Regions from separate parts of the Sus scrofa genome. Here region 1 is linked to region 2. Evidence: chromatin contacts called from public HiChIP or PLAC-seq data. All regions are on one chromosome and are shown on one strand. The core of a region is the stretch at or near the end of the contact, and the rest is flanking DNA. Distances in the headings are between cores, read along the strand shown. Region 1 holds the start of XCR1 (X-C motif chemokine receptor 1). Region 2 overlaps XCR1 (X-C motif chemokine receptor 1).

The links. HiChIP or PLAC-seq counts read pairs in DNA pulled down with a chosen protein or histone mark.
Region 1: an H3K27ac HiChIP or PLAC-seq map of alveolar macrophages shows a contact between it and region 2, with 3 times the contacts expected there. The contact joins the promoter of XCR1 here to the enhancer-like site in region 2. A contact is called at or near these places in 1 of 5 promoter capture datasets (liver), 16 of 47 Hi-C or Micro-C datasets (alveolar macrophages, blood, brain and 6 more) and 1 of 2 datasets of contacts at active chromatin or transcription factors (alveolar macrophages).

Annotation. Positions count from the first base shown.
Region 1 is chr13:29,231,642-29,235,282 of Sscrofa11.1, forward strand. It overlaps XCR1 (X-C motif chemokine receptor 1), which reads right to left and starts at 2,161. Exons shown (of 4, transcript NM_001001622.1): 1 at 1,919-2,161. It overlaps CCR1 (C-C motif chemokine receptor 1), which reads right to left and starts at 2,221. Exons shown (of 2, transcript NM_001001621.1): 1 at 1,919-2,221.
Region 2 is chr13:29,175,257-29,178,464 of Sscrofa11.1, forward strand. It overlaps XCR1 (X-C motif chemokine receptor 1), which reads right to left. Exons shown (of 4, transcript NM_001001622.1): 3 at 2,349-2,567. Among named protein-coding and RNA genes, the nearest start is that of FYCO1, 34 kb to the left of the region's middle. Within about 2 kb of position 1,420, at least 23 of the 83 cell types and tissues checked have an H3K27ac peak or open chromatin away from gene starts, as enhancers often do. A contact at or near this core is called in alveolar macrophages, liver and retroperitoneal adipose tissue, where this site is marked.

The DNA of each region.
Region 1 (3,641 bases), core at 911-3,410, 57 kb after region 2:
GCACTTTGAAATTTCCAAGATGTTGCCATCAATCTGAACTGATCTGACCTAAACATCAATCAGTAAAGTGAGTGGTACCTACACTGTAATTCCCATCTTGAATATGGAGTTTCCAGTGTTCTTCCTTCTACACTGCTAATGAACGTTTCCCACTGACAAAATGTACATTTCAGTAGTGTCCTTTGGAGATTAAGGGTAGGGGGTGTGGTGGGGCATACTGGTTAGGGGGACCATCATTTCCCACCAAATCCATCCCCATGGCTCACTCCTCCATCTCTGAACTTGCATAAACCCGATCAATCCTCTGGAAAAACCCAGGTTGCCAGTCACTAAACAAGCTGTGTTGACAATTTCTGATTTCTGCTGCCACTGCCATTGCTGACAGCTCGGCTTGGTGGGCTGGTAGGTTTACACTGCTAGTCACAGGTGGCACAGACAGCAAGGGGTGCAAGGTTGAGCCCATGAGCCCAGTCTCTGGGGAATGTGATAAAGGTGAAGGCAAAGAGAGTCAGCACTGTCAGGTGCCATTTGAGTTGCCTTCACCCCCACCCCCAACTCCATTCACTATTTTCCCAACTTGTCAGGTACCAGGCAATAGCTCCAGGGTATGATGCTCTTAAAGGGAGATTGGCTGGAGTGGGGCCTTGGAGGAGAGACCAAAGGACAGCGCCATGACATCTGCCAGCCCTGCTTTAGTCTGCAACAAAAGTCTGCCCAAGGGCATTATACCAGGGGTCAGCTGTAGCCTTGGAGCTTGACCCCTTCCAGGGCCAGCATCTTTTTGTCTGGGAGTTGGTGAAGTCTCTCTGTGAAAAGAGAAAGGACAGTCTGGGATGGTAGAAGACATCCAGCCTGGCAGTGTGCAGGAGCTGGCTGGCTTATACTAACTCATAAGATACACAATAGCATGTATCTCTCTACCAGCTCTGCATTCAATGTGCATTGGTAGCATGAATTCAACCAACAGGAATATTTGCACATGGAAATTGGCAAACACCAGAAGTTAAGGCACTTTACTTCAGGAGAGTCAGCTGTTAAACATTTATAGCAGCCCAATGCCCCGAAGTCTGAACAGCCTAGAGTTGTCCTGCCAGAATGGGGACTAAAGGGTCAGTGAGTGGATGCAAACTGGGAATTTCTAGTTCTGAAAGTCTGGGACCCCCTAGATTTTATGGAGGGAAGGTTGAAGTAGATACCTCCAAGTACCCCCATTGGCCCTGCATCTTCAGAACAAAATTTTGACCTGCCTCTTTTAAAACAGAATGAATGCATCTTAAGAAGTCACCTGACCAGCTCCCTGCCTTATGGTGGGTGAAATTCTACCTGCTCCAAAGATAGCCCACAGTCCTAATTTTGAGGATCCTTGGTTCTAGTCTTCTTAAGAAGTTGACTCAGTATCAATTCATCCCTGCATCTGCAATGTTTTTCCTAATTAATATTTCCTTCTTGCTACAATTTCTGCTTACACCATGTTTGGGTTTGTTTACATGGGGGAAATTTGGCAAGCAATTTCCTCTTGACTAGCTTTCTACAGAAAGTGCCTCCTGTTCCTTAACACTGGGCTGACTTTCTTAATCAGCCAGCAACAACCGATCGTTCAAGAAAGCATTCTGTTTTTAGTAAAAAACAAGCAACCAAAATCCTCCAAAAGCCAACAAAACCTACCCTATTTCACTGCTGAGCACCCAGTCTTATAAACGCACCCATCTTCATTATTACTATACAATGCATTGCCTCACAGAGGCATCGGGGGTTACTTAGACATTTGACTGGCCCTTGAAAAATTCCCCACCTTTGAGGAGACAGACAGGTAAACAAGTCATGATCTGCAATGGGAGGACTACGGTTCAACCTGGCTGCATGCAAACAAAGTGCCCTCAACAGTAACTGACAAGGCAGGAAGACAAGTGCCACTTACTTTGATTTTGAGGGACTGTGTCCACGAAGTCTTTGTTTCTGGAGCTTTTAGAGTCTCTGTGAACTCAAGGTTCAAGGTCCTGATTGAGTCAGAGGTTCTTAGCTTCCTGTACGATAATAAAGATAGACGCCAGGTCTCAGTCTTTGAGAACAACAAGAAGGGGACGTTCTTCTTTGTACTGTTGGATGTCCAAGAATGGCCACGGCACCCACCAGTGGTCAGTTCCTGAAGGCCAAGTTCACTCTGAGATTTTTTTCTGCTCACTCAGCTGCACTTCTCCCTGGGGAGCTCTGCCTTAAGGGGATTGGGCGGTGGGGTTGGGTGGAGTTGAGCAGGGCTAGGTGGGTGGTGATGAGATTTTCCCAGAACTTGTGAAGCAATTGCAGGGTGGGAGTGTGTGTGCCGTGGGGGCAGGGCACACAGCTTTTGCCCTCAATGAGTAGTCTTTTTTTTTTTTTTTTTTTTTTTTAAGATTGCAAATAGAAGGATTTAAACAGGAACTTTGGGTCCTGTTCCTCAAAATGATCTCGTGCATACAGCCCCAGAGAGGCAAGAGACCACTTCTCTTTGGCACCCTCTACTTGCCTGTGCCAGTGACTGCTCACCGTCCCTCTCTCAGCTCCCTGGTCTCTGCCACACAAACCCCACAGAGTGGGGTTATCTCAAGAAGCCTCTGGCCTGGAGGGAACACAGGTCTGTTGCTTGGGTTTCAGCTGTCGCTTTCAATGCTGCACTCTTGCTGTTATGCAGCAGTCCAACCCGGGCCACATTCAAATTCCAGCTTTCTGCTTGAGACATGGGTGGATCTCTAAGTCTTTTTAAGTCTTGGATCCCACTAAAACACACTAAAAAATCACACTAAATACTTACACTCCAAGAACTCATAAGGTCAGCCTGTATGGGAAAGTGTCACAGACTTCCTGGTACCAGGAAAAATGTGGGCTGGAGGAGGCTTCTTACGATTTGCGCCACAGCTATCAACACCCGCTCTGCGGCTGTACTCACATCCCTCTGCGTTTCCATTTCCTTTTCTATAAAATGGGGGCTCTGGAAACTTCCCCACAGGACTGCTGCCAAGCACCTCTTTCAGAAATCACAAATGCAAATGTGTTTTGAAAATGTCACTCATACCTCCAAGGTTCAGCTCCTCATCTGTAAAATGACAGCTGTACACAGGTGCCATGTGCCAGTCAGGGGAACACTCCATCAGTCTTCCGGGGCTGGGTTTCCCTCGTTAGCAACCCATCCATGAGAGATGGTGGAGCAGGAGGAAGAAGGTAACTAGATGAACAGACAGCTCTGGATGCGCCTGGAACTTGCCACCTGGTGCAGAAAGCAGGGCCTGAGGGGAGCAACAGGGACCAGCCTCGCAAACCAGCCAGGCCTGTACTCAGATCTCAGGTCTACCTTTTACTGACTTTAGGTGTGTTATTTATTTACTCTCTTGAGTTTGAACGTCTCTTTCCTCTTCTGTGAAATGAGGCTAATAATACCACTTTATAGGAAGATTAAAGGAAGAGATACACCCCCCACACACACAACCACATCCATCTGAATGAATGATTTGGCATGCTGCTTGAGACATTAAAAATATCTGTCTTATACAGATGGCCACAACGGTCACATTAAAAGATTATTATTATTAATTATTAGAGAAATGCAAACCAAAACTAGGTACCTCGCACTGGTCAGAATGGCCATCATTAAAAAAAAAAAAATCTAC
Region 2 (3,208 bases), core at 170-2,669:
CCACACTCACTCTCTTCCCAGAAGCAAGGGAGTCTGCCATCAACAATTCTCACTTTCAAATTCCTCAGGAGTCTGCACTTGACCTGCTTCTTTGATTTGTAGGTGCTCTCTCCAAGTGCCCTCAGGATACATATAATGCTGACATTCTACATGATTACTGAATCAAGGAAATGGACTTTTGAGTTTTGTCCACCAGGGGGAGGTCTTCTCTAAACGCCTGATTCCTCCTCCCTCTCGGCAGGTCAGGTACACCACTCTAGCTGTCAAGTACTGCAAACGTGGCTGGTTCTAACTGATATGTACTTAAATACAAATTACACACCAGATATTGAAGATTTAGCACAAAAGGGAGAATGTGAAATATCTTATTAATAAATTAACAAACTGATTGCATGCTGAAATGATAATATCTAGATTAAGTAAAAGATACTATTAAAATCATTTTTACTTGTTTATTGTTAGATTTTTGAAAATGTGGTGCTACAACATTTAAAATTGCATGTGTGGCTTACTTCATATTCCTATTGGACAGTACAGGTGTAGAGCCTCCCTCCCAATGGCAAACTCTTAAGCTCGTCTGCAGAAAGCTTGGGCTCCAAGGAATCCAGTTTGAAAACCATTCACTTGACTCCATTCATGAAGACACTGAAGCCCATGTGGGCTGACAACTTTTCCATGTGGGCTGACAACTTTATCAAGAAATATTACCAGGGAATTCCCATTGTGGCTCAGCAGTTAATGAACCTGACTGGTATCAGTGAGGATGCAGGTTTGATCCCTGTCCTTGCTCAGTGGGTTAAGGGTCCTGTGTTGCCATGAGCTGTGGTGTAGGTTGCAGACACGGCTCAGATCCCAAGGTGCTATGGCCTTGGTGTAGGTCGGTGGCTACAGGTCTGACTGGACCCCTAGCCTGGGGTCCATATGTTATTGGTGTGGCCCTAAAAAGACCAAAAAAAAAAAAAAAAAAAAAAGAAAGAAAGAAAGAAAGAAAAGGAAAAGGAAATGTTACCACGTGAGGCCTCTTCCTTGTTTGCTTTGGCGGGTCTCCTGCTCAGTCTCTCTTACATCCACTGCCACCCTAGGAACAATTTTCTGTTCTCTGCTGGGAAGTCCAGCCCTGCTTTAGGCTTTGGGCTGCACCCTTCCTGCTGTGGATAGGCTGGCATGTCCCTGGAGACAAAAGCAGTGACTATGGAGCCCTTCTCAACCTTTTATCTTCAACTACCCTCTAGACTTGGTCAATTCCAGTGCCATGTAGGGATTCCAGCTCTTGCTGGAATAAGTCCAACCCAGCTGGAAGGATGAGAAAACAGAGCCAGCCAGACTTGCCACTTGTTGACCCCGTGACCACCATACTGTCACTACAGAGAGCTCATGTTGCCCACAGGCCCTGCTAGCAGAAGCGGGGGACCAGCGATCACATGGCCAGTGAGTCACATGGGAACTGAGTCAGTGGGGTGACTTCTCTGAAGTGGATGCATGAATCAGCAGTGGGGAAGCTGGGAGGCACAGCCAGACCCCGTGTTGCAGGCAAGGATCTTAGCACAAGCCCTGACACCACAAATCTTCCCCACCACAGCCCCTCGGAAATGCAGCATCATGGGTCAGCTGTAGTTTCCTTTGCAGTAGGGGTTGAGACCCTTCACATGTGTGAGCCTGCATGGGTGTGGGTCTGTTCAAATAAGAAGTGTTGCTGGCTTGTGCCTCCTCTTCATGAGGGTGCCACGAAAGTGAGAGAAGACTCTTAGCTTCCCTCCCTATTCTGGATTCCTGGTCAAGGGGCCATGTGGGTCGAGGCTGTGAGTGTGGCCACAGTTGTCTAGGCAGATGCTGCACTGTGCCTGCAACCTCATCTTTGCCTCTTCTGACCCCAAATTAGAGAACTACTGAATCATGGGACTATAAGAGAACCTGTGCTGTGTGGATCAGCAGTCACAAGATGAGGGCTCTCTTCCCAGTCAGTCACAGCTCCAGCTGTGCGATTTGGGGCTAGTCACCATATGTGTCTGAGGCTCACTTGTATAACGGGTATATTATTTATCTACCATACCTTTAAAAAATTCCTTCAAGGAGTTTCCCTGTGGTGCAGTGGGTTAAAGATCCGGTTTGTCTCTATGGCGTTGCTGCTTTGAGTCCTGGCCCAGTGCAGCAGTTTAAGGATCTGGCATTGCCATAGCTGTGGCGTAGGTTGCAGGTGTGGCTCAGATTTGATCCCGGGCCTGGAAACATCCATATGCCACAGTATGGCCGAAAAAGGAAAAAAAAAATTCCTTCAAAACCTAGTAGATTAAACAATGATTATTATCTCACACAATGTTTGTGGGGTCAGAACTTTGGAGGCAACTCACCTGGATGGTTTTGGCCCATGTCCTTTCATGGGATGAGAACAAGATGTCCATGGGGCTGCAGTCATCTGAAGGCTTGACTGGGGTTGGAAGATCTGCTTCCAAGCCAGCTGTGTTCACATGGCTGCTGGCAGGAGGCCCTGGTTCCTGGTCATGCGAGTCTCTCCATGAAGCCTGAGGGTCCTCCTGACATGGTTGCTGCCTTCTCCCAGGGTAAGCCATCTAAGAGACCAAGACAGAAGCCACAGTATCTTTTATGATCTAACCTCTGAAGAAAAGCACTATCATTTCTACACTATCTTACTTGTTATCCAGGTCAACCCTACTCAGCGATGTCAGTACCAGGTGGTACCAACCACTGGGAGCCGTCATGAAGACTGGCTACCATCTTAGTAGTAATAAGTAGCATCAGTAATATCTACCATGTCCATCCCACTAAGACGTCATGAGGTTTTGTTGGCATATCCACTGCAAGAAAAACCATTAACCAGAGGATGCATCTGATAAGGTCAAGGCAGCAGCTGCTAAAAACAGCTCTAAAAGGGGTTGCTGTGGACTGAGACCATTCCAGGAAGCTCCACGGAGGGCCAACACTGAGACATAGTAGCTCAGAGGCCTCTAGCCTCTTTGCTGTCCCCCTATGAAGGTGTAATGTGGAGACAATTAGGAAAGTGCCTGGCAATGTGCCCATTTCATGTGTACTCACTGAGGGAAATTTGCTCAGCCATGACTGCTTTTCTAAGGGAAGCAGGTGAGTCACTGGCTCGGGAATTCCAAGAAGGGATTTTGGGCCAAAGATGGCAGTTGAATGGAGCCCTAATCCTTTGTTCTGACATTCAAATGTATTAATTTGCTTTTCACAA